Regions from separate parts of the Sus scrofa genome. Here region 2 is linked to region 1. Evidence: chromatin contacts called from public HiChIP or PLAC-seq data. All regions are on one chromosome and are shown on one strand. The core of a region is the stretch at or near the end of the contact, and the rest is flanking DNA. Distances in the headings are between cores, read along the strand shown.

Region 1 (5,733 bases), core at 3,055-5,554:
GTGAGAAATAAAATTCCCTCTGTGGGGGAGTTCCTGCCGTGGCACAGTGGAAATAAATCTGACTAGGAACCATGAGGTTTCGGGTTCAATCCCTGGCCTCGTTCAGCAGTTAAGGATCAGGCGTTGCAAGGACCTGTGGCATAGGTAGCAAATGCAGCTCGGGTCCTGTGTTGCTGTGGCGTAGGCCGGCTGCTGTAGCTCCTATTCGACCCTAGCCTGGGAACCTCCATATGCTGTGGGTGTGGCCCTAAAAATTTTTTAAAAACAAATAATTTTAAAAAGTGGGGCAAAGGAGTTCCCGTCGTGGCGCAGTGGTTAACGAATCCAACTAGGAACCGTGAGGTTGCGGGTTCAGTCCCTGCCATTGCTCCAGTGGGTTAACAATCCGGCATTCCCGTGAGCTGTGGTGTAGGTTGCAGATGCGGCTCGGATCCTGCGTTGCTGTGGCTTGGCATAGGCTGGTGGCTACAGCTCCGATTTGACCCCTAGCCTGGGAACCTCCATATGTTGAGGGAGCGGCCCAAGAAATGCCAAAAAAAAAAAGACCAAAAAAATAAAAAAATAAAAATAAATAAATAAATAAAAAAGTGGGGCAAAAAAAAAAAGAAAAGAAAGAAAAAAAAGGGTTGGGGAAGAAAGAAAAAAGGGTGGGGGGAGAGGGAGTTCCCATTGTGTCTCAGGGGGTTACAAATCTGACTAACTTCTATGAGGATGTGGGTTCAATCCCTGGCCCCTCTCAGTGGGTTAAGGATCCAGCATTTTCACGAGCTGTGGTGCAGATTGATGACATGGCCTGGATCCCACATTGCTGTGTCTGTGCTGCAGGCCAGCAGCTGCAAGTCTGATTTGACCCCTAGCCTGGGAACTTCCATATGCCGCAGGTATAGTCCTAAAAAGAAAAAAAAAGAAAAAAATTCCCTCTGAACCCGTTCAGTCTACATCTATTGAGCACTTAATATGAGTATTATTCTACTTACTGGACATAATTTTTGAAAATGGCTCTCTCTCCTAATCACTCTCTTGACCCACTTCCTTCTAACTACAGGGCTAACACCTTCTTACCTTTCGTGGCTTAGAGATCAGTATCGGCTGAATGAATTTCCAAAAGGATTCAAAGAACCGGGAGAGCCCAAAAAGAAGAGGAAAGGGAGACCAGAAGAAAGCGGGGAGGTGGAGAAACAAAGGGAGAGAAAGGAAGATACAAAACGGCAGATAGTAAAAGATGGGAGGCAAAAGAAAAAGGGGAAGAAGGGTCGAGAAAACAAGTGCTGTCCCTGCCCAGGACATGTTCTATCTCAGTCTGCACCACCATAGCACCTCAGTAGCAGACCCTACACCTAGGGGCCAGGAAAAGAAACCCGATGCCAGATGCAGGGGCCAGATGCAGTCACAGGTTGAATCACTTTAATTTGCATCTGCAAAAGTGCTGCGTGGGAACCCCCAGAGGTTTATGTGATTGCCCCAGGGGTTCACAGTGGGTAGCAGGGAAGGACACGGGTAAAGGATGCATTAAACTCTTGTGTTCCATACCTAACCTAAAGGCCGCCAGACTAGGGAACAGACTGATGACCAGGATTATAGGAGAGACCAAAGCCGTTTCATCACCCTGTTCTACAGCCTCTAATCCCAGGAACAAAATGCAAGTTGGGTGAACTCTAGGGCAAAGAAGATTTATATTTTCATATGTAATAAAGAATAGGCTAACCTCTCTTCCCCAAAAAAGAGAATTTTTTTTTTTTTTTTTGGCAGAATACCTAAGGAGGAAAACTGCATGAAAAAGAGCAAGTGGAGAGAAAGACAAAGATGAGAAAGTGAAGAAGAGAAGTTGCTTCATGATCCAGACATTACCTGGACTTTCATGTCATTACAGGATATCAAAATGTGCTTTTCAAGAAGGAAAGTTACATAATTACAGTGAGGAGTGACTTGGCCTGGTTTGGATAACTTGCAGAATGTCAAATCAAAAGGACGGGCGCTTTTGTGACACTTGCCTCCCTTGAGCTCACAGGCAACAGGAGGACTCTTACAGACAGCTTTGATTTCATCTGGTTCCTCATGGATGAATATGTACTGGGATATGCATGTGTGATTGTACGGTTTCATCTTCTTTGCCATCAGGGTATTGCATTCCCTATCCATCAGGTCAGACCTGAGATAGTTTGGGTAGCTCTGGGAGAAAGCCTGAGCTCTGAGCATCTTGTTTCCTCCAACTTCGTCTTCACTAAGGATGGTCTCTTCTGGTTGCATCACTACATTGTCACTAAGCAGCAGGGTTTCCATGGTTCGGGTGCCCGCTCCCTTCTTAGTGGCCTGAGTCTTGTCCTGTGAGTCACTGGACTGAAACTCACTCAGTAGCTGATCACTTTCCTCCAGGACTGCTGCAGCCATCTGAAGTCCCAACCCCAGGCCCACCCCCAGACCCAGCAGCAGCAGCAACATCATGAAGAAGAACTGCACCAGAGTCAGCTTCATTTCGCCTAGAAAGGAGGAGGGAAACAGAAGGACCAACTTTGAGAAACCTGGCTCCAGTAGCGATCCTAGACTCTCCTAAACCCTGACGGCATAGTCTTTGGGGTCTCTTCTCCCTTCTCCACATCGTCCACTCCCCCCAAGGCAGAGATCCTTTCCTATTTCTCCTGTTCCTCCCCATCACGTTCCCTGTTGCTGTGTAATAACATTTGGATGTAGCAGAACTGAAAGATGACCAGTGGAATCAGTTTTGCAACTGACTCACAGATGGGGAATCAGTGGGGAAAGCTGACATCCACTGACTTTTTTTTCACCACACCTGTGGCTTGTGAAAGTTCTCGAGGCAGGGATGGAACCTGAGCCACAGCACAACCCCAGTCACTACAGTGGCAATGCCAGATCCTTAATTCATGCCCCAGGAGAACTGCAAATTTCAATTGACTCTTAAACAGAAATTAGCTCCTTCCAAAAAGGAAAGAGTAAGAAGAAAAGTACAGTGTCATTCTTTCCTTGCGAGAAATTCTTTTAAGATGTCTTATTCTCAGTAAAAGACTAGAATTACCATAGGAGACCATCTTCCTCTTTTTATCTCAAATTTATTTTTGTTCATTCAAGTATGTTTTATTTTCCCTGCTACCCCCCCCCAAAAAAAAGATCAAAAAGAATAGGAAAAGTACTCTAGTCCATTCTCACACCTAAACTGAGGTTGGTGGGGAATAATCAATTTCATCTTGCTAAAACACATCTTGTCATGGCAGATTCATTTCTACTACTACAGCTCTCTTAGCATTTGGGTATTTCTTGCTGATTAATTTTTGTACTCTTAAAGAGAACATGAAAAAAAAAAAAAAAGAATGAAACCAAAAAAAACCAAACAACTGACCCACTGGAGATCCCCTACTAATAAAGATTCTAATGAGACTGAGAGAAAGAGCACAAGTTTTCATTCTGCTCTGGCAGTCTCATGCCCCCATCAAAGAGAGACCTTCCCAGAGGTCCCTTAGGGCTCGGCAGGTGAAGGATCCAATATTGTCACTACTATGGCTTGAGTTCAGTTCCTGGTCTGGGAACTTCTGCATGCTGCCAGCATAGACAAAAAAAAAAAGAGATAGATTTCCCCTACCAGAAAAAATATTGCTATAAAGAACATCTTTGAGACAATTGATACTATTAGAATATTGTCAGTCGAGTAGATAGGAGTATTATATCAGTGTTTGATATATTGAATCTGAAATGTACCCTGATTGTTTAAGGGAATATATTTGTTTTTAGAAAATGAATCCTGAAATATTAAGATGCAGAGGGGCATGATATTGGCAACTTACTCTCCAAGGTTCAAAATAGATATTATATGTATGTGTGTACATGTGTGTTTACAGAGTGAGAAAGAAAAACTGTTTTAATGAGGGAAATAAATTTTTAAAATATTGTGTTTGCTCAGTGGGTTAAGGATCTGGCGTTGCCGTGAGCTGTGGTGTAGGTCGCAGACATGGCTCGGACCTGGCGTTGCTGTGGCTGTGGTGTAGGCCGGCGGCTACAGCTCTGATTAGACCCCTAGCCTAGGAACCTCCATATGCCACGAGTGTGGCCCTAGAAAAGACAAAAAAAAAAAAAAAAAAAAAAATTGTGTCTGGATAAAGGGCATTTAGGAGTTCCTTGTATTGTTGTTATAACTTTTCTTTAAAGTTGAAATATTTCAAAAATTGTTTAATTCTTTAAAAAGAGAGAGAATTCCCCATGTTGTTCTCTGGAGCACCCATCACCACTGTGACTCACCTACATACCTAAGTATCTTCAAAGATGCTCTCGTCCTCCTATTTCCCAAGTTCTTCCCTCCCAGGGTTTCCTTCTCTGGATGCTGGTCTGCAGAAAAATGGATATCCCCTTGTGATCCATGTGCTCTTAAACCCAGACTTACTTCCTACGCCCAACCCCATTACCATGCCCCCGGCCCAGCACTCAATAAATGCACGCAGCCAACTGTCCTTTCTGCTCCCATAAACACTTTGAAGTAAGTCTGTTTGGACATTGAAACAGATCCAGACATCCAAGACAGGAAATGTCTCCAGCCTGGGAAACTGCAGACAGCTTTGTTTTCCAATCAATTGTTCCACGCCTGAGTTACACCCACTATCCTGTGGTTTATAGTAGCCTGAACTTCCTTATAAATTTCAAACCAAGTCATTTCCTCATAGTCTCTGCACAAACTTCCTTTAACCCTTCCCTGTCATTTCTGAAATGTCAAGATCTTTGGCCTTCACAGACTTCGAAAAACTTATGGTTACCAAAAGAAACAGGTTGCGTAGGGGGGAATGGGCGGTGGGTTTGGGATGGAAATGTTGTAAAACTGAGTTGTGATGATGGCTATACAACTATAAATGTAAAATTCATTGAATTCAAAAAAAAAAAAAAAGATCTTTGGCCTGTATTTAGGTCATCCCTTCAAAGTGATTATTTTGATTTTCACATTTTAGAACTGTACCATGATGTCGTTAGAAGATTTAGAGTATCTGAGTCAATGATGAATTTTTACATATCTTTACTGATGAGGCCTATCCCAGCCCTTCACTCTCTATCTTTTCAACTCACAGCCAATAACCACATATCAAGTTTTGGAAAGCCAATAACTGAGCCCTAAATATGAGATTACCCAAAGCAGCACCATCGCTATCATTCCCCATGGGTAAGTAAAACCAGGAGGGTTGTAATGATGAGTCTACTCACTTTAGCTGAAAGTGACATCATGAGGCAACTTTTTTCTTTATTTTAGGGCTGCACCTGCAGCATATGGGAATTCCCAGACTAGGGGCTGAATCAGAGCTGCATCTCTGACCACAGCTTGTGGCAAAGCCAGATCCTTAACCCAATGGGCGAGGCCAGGGATGGAACCCGCATCCTCATGGATACTAGTCATGTTTGTTACCACTGAGCCAGAACAAGAACTCCCTCTATTAGCCTTTCTGAGTTGAGGAGATGGAATTGGGAGTCCAAGGAAGTAAAGGCCACTCAAGTCCACTGTAAAGTAACCAGAGGGGACAGGACTGCACAGAAAGAACTCCAGAGATCCACAGCAGAGAGATATCACTGCATTCCGCAGAGAATGACTAAAATCGAAAAATAGTGATAGGAGTTCCTGTGTGGCTCAGCTGTTAAGGATCTGGCATTGTCACTGCAGTGGCACTGATCACTGCTGTGGTTCAGATTCAGCCTGGGAACTTCTGCATGCTAAAGACACAGCCAAAAAAAAAGTGATAAGATCAAATA
Region 2 (6,160 bases), core at 121-2,620, 60 kb after region 1:
GTTCCTCCTCACCTACAGAGATGATAAAACAATTAGCAAAAAAGGAGCTTAAGAAAAGGCACAGCAGAGAACAAAGGAATGAAGAACTGGGGCTGGAACAGGATACAAGCAATTGGTTTAGAAGAGCTTGGGGTTTAGAAATCAACAAGGTCTCACCAATGCCATAGGAGACTTTGAGTGGGCACTGGCGGGAGAGCAGGCCCACACCACTGTACCCTTCCTTGTCAGAAGGAGCTGACCAGTACTGATGGGGTAGTCCAGACAGCTCTTGAAGTTCAGCTGGCAGTTTGTTCTCTGAACATTTGGTCTCTTGGAGGCACAGGATATCTGGGGCTTCTTCCTTTACCCACTGTGAGCAAAATGAAAGGTATTATCAATTCAGAAGATTTACTAAAGAATCTATGCTAAGTACTAGAGGTACACAGGTAAGACACAGTCTCTGCATAAGGAATTTAAGTCACAATATTTAAACAGTTATTAACTGCATAAGTGGCAGGGAGGCAAGAAAGTGTTACATACAACACTGAAAAGTTTGTTTTCCCTTATAGGCACTGGAGAGCTAGCTGAGGTTTTCTAAGCCTTAGTTATGGAAGAGATGACATTAAACAAGACAATGACAGTAGAACTGTCCTAATGACATTTAAGAAATACAAGTGGTATGACTTGGTGAAAACCTTGTACCTCTCCCATAAGAAAACTACCGACAGAATTAAACCTAAGTGCTGGGGACAGAAATAGGAGAAGGTAATTAAACCCCAAGATCGGTTTCTACCCTTCCCTTCATTCCACTTACATCTAAACCTTTTTTCTTAATCCAAGCTCGAAGCCCATCCACATTCCAGGAGCAGATTTTGAGTGTGGCTGATTTGCCACTGGGTGAGGTTTTCTGATCTGGGGGGTCCTCATACAGGACTGCCCCATCACCTGCTGCCTCTTTTTCGGTTTTCTTTGCTCCCGCCTTACTCTTCTTGGCTTCTGGCTCTATAAAATAAGATAAACGTTGGCGGTATTTTAACTTTGATCCGGAGCTAAATATACAGTTACTGAGAACCTGCAGTTGCCGCGACTTCTTCACAAACTGCAAAAATGAATCAAATGGTCTGTACTTCCCGCTCATCAAGGGAATTACGGAGATCTCCACCGCCGCTTAAACGGAGAGGGGGCCCATTTCACTCTCTTACCAGACTTGGGCTCATCCCCATCTTCTGCCACCGCGGCTTTTTTCCCACGTTTCGGCATCACTGTAATAAACGCCCTTCTGTAGCAGTTCCACGTCGCCCACCGAAGCAGTGTTTCTACCGCGTTGCCTACAGACGCAAAAAAGTCGTGAAACCTGCTAGGGCTGGGGAAAGACTCCTCTCTAGAGCGCCCCCGCACCAGGTCCCGCCCTTCAAACCACGTTATCTCCGAATTCTTTCCCCGCCTCCATGCACTGTCCGCCTTTCGGACCCTCACCCTCAAGACTAGATCATTTCATACTGCCTTGTACCCTCCTCACGATATTGGGCCTCAGGACAATCCAGGGACTTAATTAAAAATCCTGACTCAGGCTTGCCGATCAGACGTCCAGAGAAGCCCCTATGATGGGTAAAAGAAGAGCACCTCTGTAACTGACCTGCTTGAGTCTAGTCAAGCTCCTCCTCACCCCAGCACAAAGAATGGAACACGCTGTGTCCCCACGTGGTAACTGGTGTGGTCACGTGATCTGAGATGCGTGTCTGGAGGCGAAGGAAGGCGGATGATTGGTCTGTTAGTGCCACGTGGCCGAAAGCTCAGCCTTGCCTCAGTTCTCTGTGTCTCCAGGGCACTGAGGGCCCCAGCTCTCCGTTCTCGGGCTGTTTATCGATGTGCCAGATTCTTGACTCCTACTGCCGCCCCGACCGGAGATCCCAAAGCTGTGCAGGAGGGAACAAAATCAGTGGAGAAGGCTGGGTTGGACCATGGGAGAGAGGCAGAGAAGCAGAAAGGAATTTAACGAGCAGATGCCGGCTCAAGGTCCCTGGCAATTAAGAGAACAGGCCCTCGAGGGGACCTTGATGCGAGGGGAGGGCCCGCGCGCTAAACGCGGGACTTGTTTGGTGTCCTGGTGCGCGGTTGGTAGCCGCGAACTCGTTTTCTTCCTTTGAGACCTGGCTTCTGCATTCCAGCGCGGATTGGTGAAGGCTCTACGGCTCCAGTAGTAGCTAGGGGCCCTGCCGGCGTTTCCTCCCAGGCTCGGCCATGCCGGCGGTGTTGGGTTTTGAAGGCAGCGCCAACAAGATTGGCGTGGGAGTGGTGCGGGATGGCACCGTGCTGGCGAACCCTCGGCGCACTTACGTCACGCCTCCGGGTACAGGTACGCTAGTAGGAAACTTGTCATTTGCGGCGAGCTTCTCCGTCACCGTCCATCTTCCTGAACGTTAGTGAAGCAGGGCGTGGAGCGCATTGTCCCCTCAATTTTTGATCCGACTCTGAGATTGTGTGACAGTATTAGCATTACAAGGCTGATGGTTTGAGGAGTCACAGACACTTGGATCTGGATCTTCTGAGTTCGTTCAGCCTTTATTGAGCTCCTTTTATGTGTCAGTTGTAAACTGGCTGCTGAATACAAAAATAGATGTATAATCCTGCTGTGGAGCTGGACATAAAAGCAGAACTTACACTACGGTGTTATAAACAGTATAACGTAGATGCAATCAAAATATTCTAGAATGAGAAATAATGTAAAGATTCCCAGCTTAAGTACCAGAACTGGCTTGCTTTTCAATATTCAGTCTTTGGTTTTGGACTTCTTTTCCTTATTCTTAAAAGGGAATGATAATATGTTTCTTTGTGTACTTGAGAATTAAAACACCAGACACATTACCACTTTTAACTTTTTTTTTTTTTTTTTTTTTTTGGTCTTTTTGCTATTTCTTGGGCCGCTTCCAAGGCATATGGAGGTTCCCAGGCTAGGGGTCGAATCGGAGCTGTAGCCACCGGCCTATGCCAGAGCCACAGCAACGTGGGATCCGAGCCGCGTCTGCAACCTACACCACAGCTCACTGCAACGCCGGATCGTTAACCCACTGAGCAAGGGCAGGGACCAAACCCACAACCTCATGGTTCCTAGTGGGATTCTTAACCACTGAGCCAGGATGGGAACTCCCCATTACCACTTTTAGAAATGTTATTTGTAAGTTATGTTGTGTCTTGCATAACCTCCCCCCAAACACCTGCATACATGGGAGGTTTGCATATACCGGAAAAGTCTCTCTGAAAGTCGGGTGATGTTGTGACAGATTACTCATTTGAAATATATATGTATGTTTTTGTTTGTTTTTTGTTTTTTGGTCTTTTCTAGGGCCGCTTCCTGCAGCATATGGAAGTTCCCAGGCTAGGGGTCCAATTGGAGCTGCATCCACCGGCCTATGCCAGAGCTACAGCAATGCAGGATCCAAGCCACGTCTGCGACCTACACCACAGCTCACAGCAACACCGGATCCTTAACCCACTCAGCAAGGCCAGGGATCAAACCCAAAACCTCATGGTTCCTAGTCAGATTGTTAACCACTGCGCCACGGTGGGAACTCCAAATATATACGTGTGTTTAACACTCACTCTTCTAGACATTTTGGCACCAAGTGTACAAAAATAAAGTAGCTAGTGCTTTGAGATAATTGTGGTTAAACTGGGAAAATTACAAATAATAGTAATGCTGTGATTACTGTGTTACATGTAGTGTGTTAATACAGTGATGTGATCATGCACAGGCTTGTAGGGTCACAAGATCACCAAAACATATGAGGTAGGCATCACTTGAATTGAGTACTAAAGGCTAAGTAGGAGTTGGGTATGAAGGAGGGCATTTCTGAGAGCTGTAAGTCTAGCTGAACAGGCTGGAAAAACTATCTGAAAACATAGAAGACAGGATGCTTGAGGAAAGTGAAAGGGACTCTTCCTACCCTACTAAAATGTCTGTTTTTTTCTTTTTTTTTTTTTTTTTTTTTGCTATTTCTTTGGGGCCGCTCCCACGGCATATGGAGGTTCCCAGGCTAGGGGTCTAATCGGAGCTGTAGCCACTAGCCTACACCAGAGCCACAGCAACACAGGATCCGAGCCACGTCTGCAGTCTACACCACAGCTCACGGCAATGCCGGATCGTTAACACACTGAGCAAGGGCAGGGACCGAACCCGCAACCTCATGGTTCCTAGTCGGATTCGTTAACCACTGCGCCACGACGGGAACTCCAAATGTCTGTTTTTGACTTCTACCTACCTTTCTGTAGAAGGACCCCATGATTTCTGACTTATGTCCATCTTCTAGGATTCCTTCCAGGTGATACTGCCAGGCACCACAGAGCTGTTATCCTGGACCTGCTGCAGGAGGCACTAACAGAGGCTGGATTAACTTCACAAGATATTGATTGCATTGCGTATACTAAAGGTATGGCCGGGAGAGTGGTCAACAAAAGAAGGATATACCTGGAACCTAGCATGGTCAAAATAGGCTGCAGCCTCTATTACTGCCACCATCTCTGCTACTGCCACCACCCCACCCCACCTCTCACACCTCCTTTTCTCCCAGTTCTGTTTATCCCGATCCCTATTGGATTCTAACTCCCATTTTTATCTCCCTAGGTCCTGGTATGGGTGCCCCATTGGTTTCTGTGGCTGTTGTGGCGCGTACTATTGCCCAGTTGTGGAATAAGCCATTGGTGGGTGTTAACCATTGCATAGGCCACATTGAGATGGGCCGCCTCATCACTGGAGCCACCAGCCCAACTGTGCTGTATGTCAGTGGAGGAAATACACAGGTATTTAGAGTACTTCATTATTCCTTCTTTTTTTTTTTCTTTAGAGATTTTTGGTTATTTTTAAGATTGAAACGAAACACGTCTAAAACCACGTGTTGTAGAAAGGTTCTGGAAGAACCTTTTGTTCTGGCTGGTCTTGTATCTTTCCTCAGACTTAACCTTGGCGTCTTGTTGGGCCATGCATTTAAGAGCAGGGTCTCTGAAAACATCATTGTACACAATAGGTTTTCCAAGGGAGTATCCACAGAAGACCTGGTGGAGATGAGTTGATTATAGTTATGAACTCTCACAAAAGACTTTATCTTTGATCTCTTGGTGATTTTCTTCTTGTCTGTGGTGGATATCACTTTGTAAGGATAGCAGTCAGTTGCAACCACCAGAGCATGGCTGTCGGATTAGTCTGAGATGCTATCATCAGTATTTTCATGATGTCCAGCCAGGAGCAGCACCCCCTTCCCAGGTTTTGTGACAGCAACCACTCAGGACTACAGCACAAAAGCTCCACCATTCCTTCTTAATTTCTAAGGCACTGTATGTACCAACAACTTTCACATTCTACCTGAGTGATGGGAACTGCAGCAGCAAAGCTGGGCTCCTCTGAATCTAAAATGTGATATACTAGAAAACCCACAGCAGAGTTTGTAATACTGCGTATGTGGGCATTGTGATTAGACTATTAGCTGACTTTTATGTGTATGGTTATGTAGAGATGAGTAATTTCCAATTTAGAAAAGGAGAGAACGGTAAGGATGGAAGTATTTAAAATAATGAAAGAATTTTCATTATTTTGAAGCTTTTTTTCCTATGAACCTTAGCAGTTAAAACTAAGGGGCACTATCCCATATGTTTCTTTATGATAACTGCATGTTTGTTTTATTAGTTACTGGTGGTAAGCATATAGGAGTTTTTACTCTAAGCATGTGAAAATAGAAATAATGTTAAAAAACATTGTATGAATGGTAGAAGATATTTTAAGTTTATAGGTGAGTCCAGAGTTGTTTGGGATACCTTACAAGATCTTTTTGGGATTGGAGAATTCTAGCCTTCTTTTCCCACATAACACCTGATGAGATTATTGCCGGAAATGGTCATTGTCCCCAGTTTATGAAAGGGTTATGTTCTGAAACTTTACTTTGTGAAGTAGTTATCAGAGATAGAGCATACATTCCCATGAAAATGATTTGGGAACTTTAACGAGTAGAAGGCAAGTAACTGGTTGAGGCCTGAAGGATGTCATACAAGGTTAGGGACTTGGGGTGTGGAAAGTAGCAATGGAAGCTTACAGGAGTTAATAGAGGGAGTAGTGATGGAGTTTTCTTTTCCTCTTCCCTTTTGAAGCCTGCTTTGTTATAAAAAACGGATGATTGGGTTGGGAGGAGTGGAT

The links. HiChIP or PLAC-seq counts read pairs in DNA pulled down with a chosen protein or histone mark.
Region 2: a contact with region 1 is called in an H3K27ac HiChIP or PLAC-seq map of alveolar macrophages. The contact joins the promoter of APEX1 here to the promoter of RNASE10 in region 1. A contact is called at or near these places in 1 of 47 Hi-C or Micro-C datasets (blood) and 1 of 2 datasets of contacts at active chromatin or transcription factors (alveolar macrophages).

Annotation. Positions count from the first base shown.
Region 1 is chr7:78,389,731-78,395,463 of Sscrofa11.1, forward strand. RNASE10 (ribonuclease A family member 10 (inactive)) reads right to left here and starts at 4,305. Exons shown (of 2, transcript NM_001007111.1): 1 at 4,254-4,305; 2 at 1,728-2,477. The coding sequence starts at 2,472. The coding sequence ends at 1,831.
Region 2 is chr7:78,452,631-78,458,790 of Sscrofa11.1, forward strand. It overlaps APEX1 (apurinic/apyrimidinic endodeoxyribonuclease 1), which reads right to left and starts at 1,371. Exons shown (of 4, transcript NM_001139471.1): 1 at 1,182-1,371; 2 at 794-981; 3 at 157-349; 4 at 1-12. The coding sequence starts at 1,239. OSGEP (probable tRNA N6-adenosine threonylcarbamoyltransferase) reads left to right here and starts at 2,037. Exons shown (of 10, transcript XM_013989066.2): 1 at 2,037-2,335; 2 at 4,287-4,406; 3 at 4,601-4,776. The coding sequence starts at 2,221.